Linked DNA regions of Xenopus tropicalis: region 2 is linked to region 1. The links are chromatin contacts, called in public Hi-C maps. All regions are on one chromosome and are shown on one strand. Each heading gives the region's core, a stretch centred on a gene start, on an enhancer-like site or on the middle of the called end of the contact. The rest is flanking DNA. Distances are from core to core; before and after follow the strand shown. Region 1 has its middle 34 kb from the start of zbtb16. Region 2 holds the start of zbtb16 (zinc finger and BTB domain-containing protein 16).

Evidence for each region. Hi-C and Micro-C count contacts between places; a contact is called where the count stands out from the background.
Region 2: a Hi-C map of neurula embryo shows a contact between it and region 1, with 1.5 times the contacts expected there. The contact joins the promoter of zbtb16 here to the enhancer-like site in region 1. A contact is called at or near these places in 2 of 5 Hi-C or Micro-C datasets (neurula embryo and tailbud embryo).

Annotation. Positions count from the first base shown.
Region 1 is chr7:85,477,336-85,482,261 of UCB_Xtro_10.0, forward strand. No RefSeq gene overlaps it. Among named protein-coding and RNA genes, the nearest start is that of zbtb16, 34 kb to the right of the region's middle. Within about 2 kb of position 3,341, at least 1 of the 11 cell types and tissues checked has an H3K27ac peak or open chromatin away from gene starts, as enhancers often do. A contact at or near this core is called in neurula embryo, where this site is marked.
Region 2 is chr7:85,511,153-85,515,991 of UCB_Xtro_10.0, forward strand. zbtb16 (zinc finger and BTB domain-containing protein 16) reads left to right here and starts at 2,663. Exons shown (of 7, transcript XM_004916097.4): 1 at 2,663-2,892. LOC116412331 (a long non-coding RNA gene) reads right to left here and starts at 2,729. Exons shown (of 2, transcript XR_004223671.1): 1 at 2,641-2,729.

The sequences.
Region 1 (4,926 bases), core at 2,091-4,590:
TAGCGCGAAAAATACTGCATGCGAAAATGGCGACTTAACGCACGCGATAATACTATGGTGAATCGCACTTCAGTGAATCGGCCCCACAGTGTTTATCGCTCTAGATGAGAAATATAATATCACTGGCAATGCAGAAGCATGTCTGAATCACTGTCACACAACTGGGTAGTAAAGAGGACAGTGGTCCCTGGAGGCATGTTCAGGTATATTTAGCTAATCCATTGAGATGTGTGCTTATCTTTATATAACACTACTGTATACCTGAGGAGCAAAGGCTTTGAAAGGATAGAGGAAATAGAAAAGTAGAAGAGAAATCTTTGCATGTTAAGTATGGTTTGAAATCCAGTATTAAAGAAGATGTTGTGGAAGAGAACAAAAGGGCTGAAGCTGTATGGGTTGAGCTTTTTCACAAATTGTAAGATGGTATGCAACAGACCCCCTTCATATCAGTGATGAGGAAAAGGCTTAGCTCCTGTTTCTAACAGAAGGGCCTGCTATGTTGGGATAAGTTGTATTAATGAGGGATTTTAAATATCCAAATATTAACTGGATTGCCCCCAGGAGTTACCCATCTTCTTTTCTGCTGATACACTGCCCATGCTCTGTGCGGCTGAGTTTAGGGACCAACACAACATACTGTACACATAGAATATAAATGTCACAATACAAAGCTAATTAGTAAATAACACAGATTATTGGTACATGGCAGCTGGTAGATTGGGTGGGAAGTTATCAATGTTAATAAATGTAATATGTATTTGGTATACAAAAATATTCAAACTACTTAAATTCTTAATGGCATTAAGTTAGACACATCCTTAATGGAGTAGGACCTGGTGGTACTTGCACATAAATAACGGTATTGTCCTGTATTTAAAAGGGTATAGACTCATAAAGGGAGTGGGTATTTTACCTCTTTACATAGCACTGGTAAGGCCCCATCTAGAGTATACAGTGCAGTATTGATCTCAAATCCTTAATACAGATATATTGAAATAGAGGATATGAGAAAGCAGTTCTAATTGATAATGTAGATTGTAAGCTCTTTTGGGCAGGGCCCTCTTCACCTCTTGTATCGGTTATTGATTGCCTTATATGTTACTCTGTATGTCCAATGTATGAAACCCACTTATTGTACAGCGCTGCGGAATATGTTGGCGCTTTATAAATAAATGTTAATAATAATAATAATAATAATAATAATAATAATAATAATGGGTATGGAAGGTTGGCTAAGTTGTGGTTATTTACACTATAGAAAAGGCCCTTAAGGGGGCATGTGATAAATATGTATAAATATACAAGAGGACCATACATTAAGCTCTCTAATGCTATATTCACAAGCAGGTCCTTCCAGCAGACAAGGGGCATCCATTCAAATGAGAAGAAAAGAGGTCCTATCTTCATGTTTGAAAAAGGGTTTTATACAGTGAAAGCTGTTAAGTTGTAGCATTCTATTGCTGAGGTTGTTGTATTTGGCAGATACATTAGGTTGTTTCAAGAAAAAGTTAAATGCCTGTTTAGAAAGTGGGAAAATACAAAATTCTGAAATTAAATTAAAAATTGGAGAATTCTTTTGATAATAATAAAAATAAATTGTATAAATTTAACATTTGGACATATCGGGGTGTTTTCATACATGCACAGTGTTAGCTCAGTAAAGCAGTATTTAAACATTATAAGCCTATTTCTTTATCATTTATTTACTTTTATTCATTTATTTTAACTGTACTGCTTTCCAAAGCAACCAATCAGATCTTCATATCAGGATATCCATAACACAAACACATACTTTTAATTTAAATAGTTACTTACTTAACAAAAATGCAGAAAGTGAGTTTACGTAACAAAAGATGGGACGGAGGACCTCCCTTAACACTCTCCTTTTAAAGTCACAAAAATACAATAGGGCTCATTTAAATTCAGTGGGCAAATATGAGCCTCATTTATAAATGCAAATGCTAGAGCACAATGTTATACAAACTGGTGCCCTTTAGTGCTCTGCCACTTGCGTTGGGGGCATTTAAATATTATTTTTTTTATATTATTGGAACAACTGTCTTTCCTTTTTACTGCAATAATGTTAACATATATTTACATTGCACTTGCACATTTTGCCACTGGCTTTCAAGGGGGTACTTTGAAAAAACATATCTCTGCAGGGGAATGGAGCAGAAAAAAAGTTCTAAAGCCTCCACCTCCTCCTCCTCCGGGCCGGTACTCCCATCAGCAGAAATGGGGCACTTTTCAGCAAGCACTGCAGAGTGATCTTCTTCCTGCTTTTTCTTCCTTTATCCATGCAAGCTGCATGTTCGTAGTGTAGTGTAAAGCTAACCTTTAAGCAAAAAGTTGCCTTTTCACTCTACTGCGCATGTGACATTCTGGGGGCACTGATGAAGGAAAATGTGGAAGAAGAGGATCAATCTGTGGTGTTTGCTGATAAGTACCCTGGGCCGGTGCAGCAGCCTGGGGTATCAAGTAAGTAATTATGATCAATGGGGGGGCTAACATTTGGCACCCCCCAGTGATTTAACCATTCATTCTGCTTTAAGGGGTAATGTAATAGCAATCAGATGCTTGCTTTAAAACAGCTGATCAGTAAATGCTACCTGTTGATAGGTTTCTATATGGCTTACTAGACAAGTAGCAAAGTTATCACCATTTATTACATTACCCCCTCAGTGTCTTCTATTACATAACACCTAAAGTGTTGTTTAGTACCACCTATGTTTCATTCCAGCTGTGAACACATTGTGAGACATTTCTCCAGTAACATATATAACATGATAGGATAATGCCCATAACAGGGATTGTGCCTTGGAAATGGTGACTTATGGTACCTGGAGTTCAGAAGAGCACTTGTAGTAATGTGTAGCTACTGTGACAACCAATTGCAGTGTCTTCATAATGGGCTGAGGAGGATATAAAGTCTAATTACTCCCATATACCTTGTAAGCAATCATTTCTTTTGAAATAAATATAATTTAGGAACCACATACAATGATTTTAACAATGTATTTAAATATTCTTGGATCATTTAACAGCTATAAATTGAATCTACTACCAGAGAATCAAATAAACTTCTTTGACTTTACTTACTATTGCATGCAGAATGTTGAAATATGAATGCATCCATCAACAGACTGCAGATTGTGAAGTTGTGCATAGGCCAGACCTAGGGAGTTTTGCAACATACCTATGGTCCTTTTCATTTGGACTGTCTTTTCACTTGAGCCACTTTCTTAGGACACAGTTGTTTTGCTCCCCCTATCATGCAATGTCATTTAGAACCACAAGCAGTGTGTAGTTTGTTTTGTTTATTCACAGCCTACTTTACATAACTTTGGCAGTGAATTAGTAACTCATTAGCAGTGTGTTAACTCATTAACAGCACTTATTCACAGCTTTGCCACTGGGAGAGTTCTTCGTGGTATGAAAGGTTTAGAAACCCTTTCACTACTGTACTCAAGACAGCTTGTTTTTCCCCAGTGACCGAGCCAAGTTTGAAGTGTGTAGTAACTGCGAATGTCATTAAATACAATTTCACAGCTTTCAGTGAACAAGCTTTCTATAAAAAAGGCAAAGCTGAAGATCCAATCAGTAAGATTGCCTCCAAACATATAACAGGCCTTATGGAGAGTAACAAGCTTAAAAATGCAGCAACATAAAAATCATTTTAATTTATGACCATATGAATTTTTGTTGGATACTTGCTAAAAAAAATCCATGGTGATAGAATATTGTATGTAAATATAAAAAATGTGAATCAGTGTGCATTCTAATGATTGATAATGATGCAACCTGTTACCCAGAATGCTCAGGACCTGGGGTTTTCCAGATAAGGGATCTTTCAGTAACTTGGATCTCTAGACTTTAAGTCTACTAAAAAATAATTTAAAGATTAAATTAACCCAATAAAATTGTTTTACCTCCAATAAGGATTAATTATATCATAGTTAGGATAAAGTACAAGGTACTGTTTTATTATTACAAAGAAAAAAGATCCTTTAAAAAAATATATATTTATTTGTTTAAAATGGAGTCTATGGAAGATAGCGGGCCCATAATTTGGAGCATTCTGGATAAGGGGTTTCCGGATAAGGTACCTGTATGCGATCAGACATCCAATTATGACACCATATGAAACACTACTAGGAAGATCCACCATTCTTCATTTTGTGTTAAACACTGCTCCTTACTTTCTTCAGATAAAAGCAGTGCAGCTGGTGAAATTAAAACCAGACAACATTTTGAATATGAATGTTTTGCTCCTGATCTTTATAGACATTTCCCCATATATTAAAAATGCATTTCATGTATGAGCCATTGTAATATTACTGATTCACATGTAATTTCTGTTTAATTGATGGTTACTTTTGCAATTTAGTAGAAGAAACCACCAGGCGATTTGCAGTCCAAGCTATTATAACTAATCAACACTTGTCAATTCAACCTTTACTAAACAAACTGCGATCCTGTGATACATCCAGCAGCAAGTAATCTCAGTGTTTCAATCAGTTTCACTATGAGTGAAATTGCCTTCCCACGTGTGCAACTTAATAAATAGAGACTACTCTTTAAGGCAGGGTCCTCAAGTGCATCCAACAAGCAGGGTTTTCAGTGTTTCTCTTATTCATGTTTAATTAATCTATAAGTCTGGAACAAATTGCCAGTGGAAAAACGTTTCTTTACCCAGGATATGAGGCTTGTTAGGTACTCTCAAGAAGTGACCTTGGGGAGCACTCTTTCAGTGAGTGAGAGTTGCTTGTTAGAATGTGAGATTGAATTCTTCAGTGACTCTAAATTAGTGTAGAGCTACTTGCAAGAGGCGGCTCTTAAAAGAGCCTGCAACTCAGTAGGAAGAAAAATGTGCATGTGAAAATCGATCCCCTCTAAAGGGGAAGACAAGTCTAGATAGAAATGTCA
Region 2 (4,839 bases), core at 1,413-3,912, 33 kb after region 1:
ACCCCCAAATTTGCAAAATTCTTAACAATTCTTGTTGGTGGTTATTGTTTGCCATGACAGAATTGACACAATCTAGATCTCTAATAAAACATCCCACACATTCTGACTAAGAGTTCTGCTAACTATACAATGTATTTTTCATAGCAAACCTTCACTATTTCTATTCTACAAATTATATATATATATATATATATATATATGTGGGTGCAGGATAGACCTGTCAGTGGACACACAGTGGATTTTGGTGCATAAGTGCAAAAGCATGCATTTTTGCACCAAAATCTGCTGTGTGCCCTAACAGGATGATCCCAAGCATGTCAAAGGCAGCATATTTGGTTTTCTCTACTGGCGTAAATACAACCCAGGTGCAAATATATAAAAATCCACAATTCATAAGGTAACCAAATACACACTTATAAAAGTATCTAAATCTGCAACCCTCATCTAACAGTGAAACCTAACTCCTCATCCAGCTTAGATTTTAGTGTCACCTGAACCAAGTAAATTATACTTAACTGATCATTTCTTTAAACTTAGACATTTTTAACAAATGTTGCAGGGATTTATAAAAAGGACTGTTGCTCCACAGGAAATCTTTTTTTCAGTTTTAAGATAAAGAGTGTTTTTTTTTTATTAATATACAGAGTTTTAAAGAAGCATATATTTCCAGCAACACTGTGTAATTTTAAAATGTTGAATACATACTGTTCATATTAATTCCCTTGGTATTGTATTAGGTAATTATTACATGTTAAATATATTAACATTGATTCTGGTAAAATTAGTCTGTGATAAAGACAAAGGATAATATTCAACTAAAAAGCTTAACAGAAGTGTCAATATTTCTCCCAAGGGAAGAACATCTAATAGACTTCCAACTAACTGTCGGAGGATGATCGGGGTTTTAGTTCAATATCAGAAGGAGCTGCATTTAGCCTACTGCTTCTTTAAATTATTACATTTTACATTTAAAAGTGCTACAGCAAAAGCCACTGAAGTTCCCAAGAATCTCCAGACACTCAATGCATAACCAGCCTCCTAAAAGCATATCTAGTCTTTTGCTGTCTTGTTGACGAAGAAGTAAGTAATAGCATAAAGCCTAAGACTAAACCCACATAATATGAAAAGCCCAATTATTCTCTTAATAATCCCTGCTAGGATCTACAGAACTGAAATACAGTTGTGGACATCACAAGAATACAATAATAAAAATGTCATATATTGAACTAAATCCATGTAAGCCCAAAATACATCTCTTTATTCTGAACAAAAGGATGTTGGGTTTTAAAAAAAAAAAAAAAAAAAAAAAATACCACAGAACATCTTAATTGCAATAAAACACAAATCTAAACACACGTAGATACAAACAAGCAGTATGTAACGCAATCAATTATTTGATGCATTTAAAGGGGAACTCCGCGCCAAACACAAATTAAGCTTTTTGAAAAATAAACATAATTTCAAGCAACTTTGCAATATACATCAATTCAAAAATATGCATCTTTTGATGATTTTTAATGTAATAATATGGTTTGGAACAGGTACCTAAGCCTGGCCCCCTGTTCTCCTGCTGATCTGGCTGACTACTTTGAGATTAAAAATAAAAATTTAACAGTAGTCGACTGTCCTCAGCCTGAATCCTCCAAATCTCACAATTCCCTGCACACGTGATGTCAATAAGGAAAAGAACATCACAGTGCTTTGTGGGTAATGTAGTTCCTGCATTCTGTCTGTAAGCTGTGGAGAATTTTTTTTTTTTTTTTAACATGTGTTTTAGTCCCTCCTCCCCTGCAAATGATGCAGAAAGGGAAGAACTGTTTTGCAGCTTGATTTCAGCATATAAAAATGGTATTTATTCAGTGATATGTGGGGCTCTTTTAAAAATGTTGGTTCCAAAGCCAGAGTTCCCCTTTAAGTGCGTTCCAACCAGCATCTCAAACATGTAAGAAAAAAAAAAACCATGTGTAAGGGCCCTTAATATACACATTAATGCTATACTTGATCTCTCATTTGTCCTGCCTTACATGAACCTCATTTAAGGAGAAGGTGGGCACCAAGCCTCACTCACACCATTTGATCCCCTATATACAATGTAGGATCGAATGTGTCTCCTAGTATTCATGTCCCTGGGTCAACTGTACCTTCCTTTATAAGAATGAAAAAAATCACAAAACGAATTGTATAACGCCACTGTTCTTTTAAAGACCCTCATTAGCAATGGGCTTTAGATAAGACAGTTAAATATGGTAAAGGAACCAAGCAGCCACAGTGGAATGTCTAAAGGACACTTCTGAAAGCGCAGACAGAATACACCGGGTACAAGTAAGGGGACCTATGTGATTATAGTATTCCTTTAACAAGAGAACGCAGACTATTTATTACTGTATATAGAAGCACTCGCTGTTGTTACCCCTACAGACACATTAGCATTCACGGTTCAGTACTTAATGAATGGAAATGCTGCGAGGTCTCGGCTCATGACAAGGCTGCGCTGTTATTCTCTACCCACAGAATTCCATAAACTACCGCCTTGCCGAGAACTATTATGTCTAACCCACACTGAAACCCGCCGATTCCCTGCCGCTTGAATCTTCAGAGCACCTGATGCTCCCTTTCCAACCACTCTTGACTGACACCAACCTTCCATTCCTTCCTAGCCAGGAGTAAGCATGGCGGCCGGCCGCTCCAGCATGGGGAGAGAGAGTCACGTGGGCCAGGCGCCGGCCTGACGTCATCGTTGTGTTGATTTGCTAACCTTAAAGGAGAGAGGAGTTAGTGAGCATGAGAGCGGGCACTGCGAACTGTTTGGATTAGGCTGCTGCTTTAAACAGCGCATCTCTACTCACATACATGCCTGCAGAGAGAGCTAGCAAAGGAAGAAGCCCATCTGAGGTGAGTGCAGCTAGTGAGCCTTTTATTCCTACAAAGTGAGCTACTCCCTAAACTTATCATAAGGGCATTTCTTATTGATAGCGGCTACAAGAGGCTGTGATTGGATTGAGTGGCTGAGTACAGTAATACAATACGCTGGGTTATAGTGTTCTGATACAAGCATGCTCAACCTGAGACCTTGCTGCGTTATAGTTCTCACTGTACCTCGGCAGCCTCCGCTTGTCTGGACATTGTGGGAAAGGTAACCCTAGCCGAGGGTGGGTAGGTCACGTCTGTGTCTATAGCCATGCTTGCACTTACACTGAGGGGAGCTTGCATTGCTCAGGCTCCGGAAAGTCGGAGTTGCGCTGGGTACATGCATACTTCATGACGTTTGTCTGTTTCCCCTTTACACTGACAATGCAAGCATATTATTGTCCTGTACGGGTTTAGTTGTGCACGTTAAGTGCTCTCCCTCCATCACTTTTTATAGTGATCCCAAGTCAACTTCAGCTGCTGCTGTGTGAGATCCGTGCGCTCTGCATGGCACAAAGCGCTGGAAAAGTTCATCAGAAATCCCGAATTAGCTGCTTATTGGCAGGATAGCGCTAATTGTGTATGCGCCGCCACACTCCCGGCACACAGGAGCCCCGTTATTATCCTTATGATCACTATTATTAGGTGAGGATAGAGAGCCGGTGAGGTGCACACTTACTGAGTACTGACAGAGCTATGGCTTGCGAATACTGATTTGAGGGATGCTCTATTGTGCACTGCAGGAAAGGCTGCGATACAGTTCATCATCTTGGATTAGAATTCGTACAGATCCACATCTGGTACTAATACAGATCGCTTTTCTACAAGGCACAATAGGGCATCCCTTAGCCCCAGCGCTGTCCTGCCATCCTAGGCGCAGGCTGTCCCAGTGGGTGCACATTGATTATTGTTAGTGTTATCATAATGTCGCACACTGATTCTGAGAGCCCCGCTGCCCTACCATTGAGCAACTCACGCACATTGGGATTAACTTTAAGCGCTTTGTGCAATGCAGGGGGCATGGCGCTATTTCGCTGTAAGGTGCAGACTCCTCCGTGCGCTGCAGGGAGACAATATCATTTCTTAGAATAAATTCCGTGCGCTGCAGGGAGACAGTGAGATTTCGCTTTCCTGCTGCTGCTCTGAGACGGGCATGGTGTTTGCACTTGTTTGTGTCTGCTGGTCCAGGTTTTCTTTCGGGAGATGGGATTCTATAGAGAAACTGTGATTTATTGCGTTTTATATAGATAAACAATAGAAAATTGCGTTTGATCACCCTTGGATTGTGACATCAATATCTTGCCATTCCCACTGTCTCTTTGCATTTCATCTGTTGAATGAAAACCCGAGCTTTTCCCTCCGCTCCCCTTTTCTCGTGGAATATTTTTATTTTTGTGCATTTTTAGTATTATTCCTGTAGATTTCATTCATATGTGTGCTTTCCATTGCTTCCCTCTCTCCCCATAAAACATCATGTTCTCAATTCTATCCAGAATTTTGTTATGAAACTGCCCCGCCCCTGTATCCCTGCTGTATCTGTCTGTACAGTGCGATCTATCTGGATCGGTCTGGCCGCTAATTCCATTCTATACGAATCTTTGAGCTGGATACCGGGCTCCGTGCGCTAAAAGCCCCGCGTCAGTATTTGGTGCTCTCTACATTTCTGTCACTGTATATTGGAGGTGGGGTACGGCAGAGAGGACAATTGCAGGATATTGTCAGTATACATTTCACTGATTTTAGCCTGCAACCTTCTAGCTGTTGCTCTACTACAACTCGTAGCATCACCAGTAGGAGGGTGCTGGGAGTTGTTGTTTCACAGCAGCTGAAGGGGCTGCAGGTTGGATAACCCTGATTTGTTGGCCCTTCACCTCAGGTTGCCCTAACTGAGCTGCTCTTATTATTAAGTGACATCTTGTCACATTGCCTCAT